Regions from separate parts of the Mus musculus genome. Here region 1 is linked to region 2. Evidence: chromatin contacts called from public HiChIP or PLAC-seq data. All regions are on one chromosome and are shown on one strand. Each heading gives the region's core, a stretch centred on a gene start, on an enhancer-like site or on the middle of the called end of the contact. The rest is flanking DNA. Distances are from core to core; before and after follow the strand shown. Region 1 overlaps Mdm1 (transformed mouse 3T3 cell double minute 1). Region 2 overlaps Gm32663 (a long non-coding RNA gene).

Evidence for each region. HiChIP or PLAC-seq counts read pairs in DNA pulled down with a chosen protein or histone mark.
Region 1: a contact with region 2 is called in an H3K27ac HiChIP or PLAC-seq map of embryonic stem cells, with 13 read pairs. The contact joins two enhancer-like sites.

The regions. Positions count from the first base shown.
Region 1 is chr10:118,167,453-118,171,121 of GRCm38.p6, reverse strand. It overlaps Mdm1 (transformed mouse 3T3 cell double minute 1), which reads right to left. Exons shown (of 14, transcript NM_148922.3): 14 at 2,123-3,071. The coding sequence ends at 2,959. Among named protein-coding and RNA genes, the nearest start is that of Gm40775, 20 kb to the left of the region's middle. Within about 2 kb of position 1,766, at least 9 of the 459 cell types and tissues checked have an H3K27ac peak or open chromatin away from gene starts, as enhancers often do. A contact at or near this core is called in embryonic stem cells, where this site is marked.
Region 2 is chr10:118,043,575-118,047,404 of GRCm38.p6, reverse strand. All of the region lies in intron 1 of Gm32663 (a long non-coding RNA gene), which reads right to left. Among named protein-coding and RNA genes, the nearest start is that of Gm32663, 32 kb to the right of the region's middle. Within about 2 kb of position 2,399, at least 22 of the 459 cell types and tissues checked have an H3K27ac peak or open chromatin away from gene starts, as enhancers often do. A contact at or near this core is called in embryonic stem cells, where this site is marked.

The DNA.
Region 1 (3,669 bases), core at 517-3,016, 120 kb before region 2:
ATTTTATCTTCCAAGAAGCCAAGGAGAAAAACTAACTCCCAAATGAATCAACCAGAAAGATGATTCATAGTAGATATTAAATGTGAGCAAAACACTTCAGAGAAAGTATTGTGGGAGGAATTCAAGTAAGAAGGCCTAGATTTAACTCACTGGACAGCAGAATCTTGGACCAAGTTATTAAATTTGTTTTATTTATAAAGCAAACATGATTCTGCTCAAATTGCATGCTATTCCCTACTAATACACCAAACATACTTATTATGTTCTTAGTTGCTCTTCAAATGTTCTTGGAATTCAGACTCCCAAAGGGACCCAGAGGTGGACCAAAGATTAGCATGTAAACCATGTTTTATGTGTATGCACACATAGGCACTTGTCCTGGGTTCTCAACCAGGAGGACAGAGAGAAAGTCAGCTCCTGGAGTGGATGTGGGGCTGCAGAGAAGAGGAGAGTGTGCATCTGGGGGAAAGCTCTTACAGGGATTTAAATGTAAATGTTCACTCCTGAGTGTGGCTCATGAGATGCTAATTTAAACAAAAACACAAAGTCTCCAGGTTATTATTGTACCCATTTGGTCATATTGTACCTCTAACACATATGCTCAAAAATAAATAAATAAATAAATAAATAAATAAATAAATAAATAAATAAGGTATACTCAAGTCAGAGATGGTGGCACGTATCTAACACAAAGCAGAGGCCGGTTCCAGGCCAGCCAAGACTACAAAGAGAGACACTGTCACGGTGGGGAGAGAGTGTTTCTAAAGAGAGCAGAAAGCTCCACATAGGGACTCAAATGCAAACAGCAAATGTTTGGTATAGTCTCAAACTACAAGCCATCCAAAATGGCTTTGCCAGTGGTAAATTTAAAAGGAAATAGCCACACCAAAAGCACGAGGGATCTCAAAATTATAGGTGAAATCCAGAGAAACAGTTTCTGAACTCTGAGTCACTGCTGCCTTGAGGACCAGGAAACACCAGACAGACAGACCCATCCCTTGGTACCTGCACTGGTTTCAGATGTGGAAATCTGTCCAAACTCATCAACACAGAATAGCAACAGTATCCGCTTCTTAAAGCATGCCCAGATAAAAATTGATTTAAAGCAAATTCAAGCCCACAGCTCCTTCTGCATATCAGGAAACTTCATGGCCTGTTCTTGTTACTAAGACTCCAGGAAAAAGCCAGAGGCTATTTACCTCAGGTGAATTTTGTTCCCTGATTGTCCTTGGACATGATCTCACGCTACCGTGTTAAACATCTCCATTCAACTTATAAGATATGCTCCCTTTTGTTGGATGTCAGATCACAGCTACAGAGCACCATCTGGCGAAGGGACATGTTGAGTGTTGTCTTCAGGGTGTCCTGAGTCTGGATATGGCCCTCTGCCTTGATCTCGTGCTTTCCCAGATATAATCCATCGTGCCAGGCAATTGTGCTTCAATTGGTCTGCCCTGAGAAAGGGCGGCTGTGTTACTATTTAGTGTGTCTTCCTAGTGTTGATTTACACGGTTTTCTGAGCTCAACCTTCCTTGGAGCATCGCTTTCCTTGTTACGCTTGTGTACTGAAGTACACTGACCCTGAGGTTGTCTCAGCCTTAGACTGTAGTCAGCCTCATCCTTTAAGGTCTTCAGAGCCCCCACCCCCACCCCCACTCCCCGGTCTTGCAAATCGATCTGCATGGGTCAGCAAAGGTCAACACCTGCTAACAAAACATACCCTTCACAGGCACGACCCCAGTGAGCCGGCCTCCCTTCTGGTCTCCTCCTTCTCCGAATCCCCCGAATTCCGAATCGTTGGAGCTATTAAATGGCTCCAACCTTCCAACACACAGCATCTGGGGGACCTTCATCAGGCAGGATGGCACCTGCCTGTAATTCCGAGGCTCAGGAGGCTAACACAGACGGTCATACTGGATCGTGAGTGAGCTTGAGGGCAGTCTTAGACACGGAGAGACCCTCTCTTGATCAAAAAGAAGAAAACCCAAGCCATTTACAGGAACCACTACAGAGATTGTGTTTAACATGTTTATGAAACCCATTCTTATTAGAAACTTTAATTTATCCTGATTTGTAAACAACAGTTAAATATCTCCTGCAAAAGGAAAACAGAAGCATCAAGTTGGTGTTTAAATTTTTTAATGAATCTGTTTTTAAAACCTCGTATTTGTGAAAAAAAAAATACTGTAGACTCAGTTTCACTGCATTTAGCAGCTGCAATAGTAGTATAATTTTTGATTAAGCAGTTCTAATAGAATGCTTCTAGAAGATATTTATTCCACATGATAACTTCCTGAAGAAGCCAAGCACACTTAATTTTCATTTTTAAATGTCTACAAAATTTTAATTCTCCATTTCACAAATCATTTTTCAAAATCTAGACATTATTCAAATGTATGCCAGTTATTATACAAATAAAATACATAAAAAGATCAAAAATATACATATTCTCTCAGCAAATTTTGTTACATAAATAAGAAAAATATGTACAGCCAGCTTTTCAAAGTCCAATCATCTTAACACTGCACCTGTGTATACAGAAGGCGCTAATAAAACAGTGAGATTCTTTTCATGACACCTACAGCTATTAAAATGCCTAAGACCAATCTGAGGGGAAATTAAGTTGGAAGATCTTAATGTTGACTTCATTTTCTCCCTTTAGAATATTCTGTAGATGACCTTCAGGCTTCTACTAGCAACCCCCGAGACCTGACACAAAAGTCAAGAGTGTGTGAAGAAATACACAACCCCGCACCTTTGTACTCAGACAAGTGCAAAGGTGCTCTCAAAGAGTCAGACTTAGACACAGCTGCATGGCAATTTTCTGGCTAAGATGAGCCACTGAAAATTCAAATTATCTGAGTCAGAAGTGTTAGAAGAAACTCCAAACCCTCTGAAAACCTTAACACACTGAGTGAGTAAAGATGAGCCAGCTTGTCACTAGATAAGATGAGAGGTTTATGGCTTGCCCCAGAAATTCTCCTTTCTTTTCTGAGCTCGGGCTAGAGTCTGGAAAGCCCGGAGGCTGGAAACTGCAGAGCGAGCAGAGATCTCAGACAGTCTATCTGCATCTGTAATGAGAGAATCCCAGGATTACATCCATGTAAATCATCGTAAGAACAGGACTATGCGGAAAGTGCCACTGCCAGGGAATGCAGCCATCGAGACTTAATACTGATGCTGTCTATGAGGAAACAGGGAACCTGGGAGCTCATCATCTTTCGTGGCCGTTTCCCACGTTTATCAGAGGTCAACATGCCAATGGAATGGGAAATTTTTTACATCATTGGAATCCCATAATGTCATTAATTAAGCACAGCTTCTGATTGCCATATTATCAGGGAAGCCATCCTACTTTCATAAGTACAACTATTTGGAGCAAAAAAAAGGTTTTCAATTTAAAAAGCAAAATGCTGGGGCTGGGGAGATGGCTCAGAGGCTAAGGGCACATGCTGCTATCCCAGAGGACCTGAGTTCAACTCCTCGCATCCACGTTGGGTGGCTCACAACCACTTGCACCTCCAACTCCAGGGATTCCCTGCCTCTGGCCCAGGGCACCTGCATACATGTGCACATGCTCTCACACACATGTACACATGTGCACATGCTCTCACACACATGCACACATGTGCACATGCTCTCACACACATTATCAAAAGTAATAAAAAT
Region 2 (3,830 bases), core at 1,150-3,649:
TATATGTGTTGTATATACATATATATAGTAGATATATAGTGTGTATATATATATAGTTTGATATATAGTATATATATATAGTTTGGTATATATTATATATGCACATATATATATAACATATATGTATTATATAATATATTAATATGTACATGCAAATGTATATATTTCAATTTCTATAATATTTATCTGGGTTTTTTTTACACAAGCTTTATATAAATTTGTATTGCTTAGTTTTCTGCTAGATGTAATAAAATCCTTGCCAAAATCAACTTAAGGAAGGATGGGTTTACTTTGGCTCATAGTTTGAGGGTAGAGTGCATTGTGGGAAGGAGGTCACAGCGGTGGCTGAGGCCACTGGTCACACTGGGTCTTCAGTCAGAAGTCAGAGAGGTGGGGGCTGACACCCAGTGGTCCTTCTTTCCCTCAGTCTGGGACCCCAGCCTATGGGACAGTGACATCCACATTTGGGGCAAGTCTTCCTTACTCTGTTAAAACTTCCTGAAAACACCTTCATGTGTTTCCAAGGTGACTGTACACCCCCTCAAGTGACAATGTGGTCCTCTTAGCTTATTTTAATCTAGAAGAATTTTCTGACATTTTATTTATTTATTTATTTATTTATTTATTTATTTATTTATTTATTTTTAATCATGACAATCTTTGAAAACAACACACCAGTAAAAAGAAATCCTCAATTCTGGACCATTTGGTTTTTACCCCAAGGCATCATTTAACCTGTTTTTCTAGTTTGAGTGTGCGGTTAAAAGACAAGCCTGATTAGACTCAGGCTGAGTTTGTCAGGAGCCCTGAGTGAAAGCATATAGCCCATTGAAAGAGTTTAATAGAAGGAAGTTAAATGAAGAGGCTGTTTTCCAGATGTGTGGGCGGGCATAGGGAGTAACACCCATGGGGGCTGTCTGCGTCCCTGTCCTCAGGACTGAGCTGATGAATAAAGCTCTATGGGAGTTGTAGTTTTGAAAGAGATCCCCACAGTGAATCCCCAATCTAAAAGTAACACAGCAGCCATTGCCTAGCGTGCACATAGGGAGAGTGTAAGGCAGTGGAGCCTAGACACCATACCACTCCTCTACCCTGGGCAAACCCCCTACACACACACATACACACACACACACACACACACACACACACACACACACACACACAAGACCATAGTTGATAGGGAAAGTCTACAGCATCCAGGGCTAAACCAAGACAGACACCAATGTGTTGATAAGGGTAAATGGAGGAAAACACACAGCTCAAACATTTTGGCCTAGGATGCTTATAAGATACAAACAACCGTGGAATGGAAATATTTGAAAGAAATTATACTGACCAGGTTCAGCATAATTTTTTCCTTTATATCACTCCCCCAAACTATCTGCATAACAACAATTTACAGTGTGCTCCCTATTATACTTAATTAGGGGACGATTTAAACTATACATGAGAATGTGCAGGCACTATACGGAAACATCGGTTTATATAAGAGTTTTGAGCATGCATAGGTTTGGAAGATCATAAGGAGTCCTGGGACTATTCCTTACAAATGCCGAAGGCAGCTTCATTCTCCAAGATCTTAGTTCAAAGGTCACATACAAGAAACATCCAATAAATATTTGCTGTGTTAGCAGGTGGGGTGGTCCACACCTTTAATCCCAGCATGCTTAAGGCAGAGGCACGCAGAGGCAGGCAGAGGCAGAGGCAGACAGAGGCAGGGGCAGGCAGAGGCACGCAGAGGCAGACAGAGGCAGAGGCAGGCAGAGGCAGGCAGGGGCAGGCAGAGGCAAGCAGGGGCAGGCAGGGGCAGGCAGAGGCAGTCAGAGGCAGGCAGGGGCAGACAGAGGCAGGCAGAGCTCTGTGAGTTCCAGGACAGCCTCTGGTCTTTAGAGCAAGTTCCAAGACAGAGCTACACAGAGAAGCACTGTCCACATAAATAAATAAACAAACAGACAAATAAATAAAAATATGCTGTATTGAGCTCCTCTGTGGAAGATCCCCAAGCTGAACCTAACAAGCTCTCACTGTTTCAGAAAGTCCCCCACCAGGCCCCCAGCCATTCCCCTCCTAGTTAAAGAAGACATTCAGTCACTCAGCCATCTTTCACACAATGTATTCTTTTTGGAAGCCTGGGGCTTGCATTATTTCTAACTATGAAAACATACCCGGGGTCATATAATACAACCACTTCAATCACCCTGCAATGTTTCAGCTTGCTTGGAAGGTGGCTTCTGATTTCCAAATAACAATTTGCCTTTAAATAGAATAGATTAGTTTTTAAACCGGGCATCTAAAGTGTTCGGCATTTGCATGTAAAAGTGTCATTAGGTTGAAGTGAGAGTGATGCTCAGTGCTTCACAAAGGAAGTGATTGAAAAACCTTCTCTGTGGGCTGTAAAGAAAAAAGACTGAGGTGTACTGAGACTCTCAGCCCCCCTCCCTGTCCCAGCCAGAGGCAAATGGATACATTGTTATATAAAACCTGGAGGCTCCCTTTGGCTGGAAGATCTTAATTGAGCTATGTAAATTTACCAGTCCCACCTGTCTTGTGACTAAGCTAAATTGGTTTGCATCTAAACCTCATTATCCACACATAGGAACTTCAGTATGGCTTGGCAATATAGACATCTGTTGGACTGCATTTTCTTGTCAGTAAGACTAGAAAGCTGAATTGATTAATATCTATAGTTACCAAGCACTCTAACTCCATAAATCTTTTGGGACTCTATAATGGATCAGATATACTTCCTATGATACTGACTGAAAATATCCTAAATATATATTATATGTAAATGCATATAAATACATATAACATATGTAAATAAATATCATATATATGATATTTACATATATGATATGTACATACCCTAAATCTGAGCGAAAGATAATTTGTTATCTAAAGAACATGTTTAGCTTTATTCAATACCTTTAGATTCCCAACAAAAATATTACAGCGGGGGGGGGGGGTTGCAGGGGGGGTTGCAGGGGGGGGGAACTACCAGACATACTGAAATTTTCAGTGGATTCAATTCCTAGTTCTGCCAACTACAAACTGTATGAAGTTGGTCAATTTACCTACCCTTAGCACAATAGGCAGAATGTCTCTGATGCCAGACCTTACCAGTCGAAGGCTGCCCAGTGTGTGGTGGTGTTTGAAAGTGGGGGTCTCTGGAAGGTGACAAGTTCCTGAGAACGAACAAACAAACCAAAACAACCATGATCCCTAGAAGGCCTGTGTCACCAGAAGTGTCACAGTCTCTGGCTTTATTACTGGAATAAGTGAGCTCTCTTTAGTCTCTGTGTAGCCAAGTGAGATCAAGTTCCAGGGTGGCACCCATTTCGGTGAGTCCTGTATTCAATTTGGCCTGCAGTGTGGCTGGGGTGAGCGAGGCCTCTCTGTTACCCGCCCGGCTAGAATGGAACAGAGTGGCAAGCAATTCCCCCAAAGGAAAATAAATATTCCTGTCGCTGCCAAAAGATACTGAACAGATAGAGGACTGCCAAAAATCACAACAAAATTTTCCACTAAACACCCCGTGCTTTTTGTATTTTGGCATCGAGGAAAGGTTTGAGAGATGAAAGTATGTGCGGAAAGCTTTAAACGCACTGCGCGTGCCTGCAGTTTCAGTTCTCGGCAGGTAGACGCAGGACAGGCCTGGGACTAAGGAGGCGTGGGCTTCGATCCCAGCAGCTCTGAGGCTGGCTAAGCTGCTAAATTTTCATTGGCCACACCCGGCTGCCCAAAGGGCCTTCCTCTTCTGCATGAACAGTCTCTGCTCCCAGGTAGATCATGAACATAGCATCCTCTAGGGATCATTGCACACCTGTGAG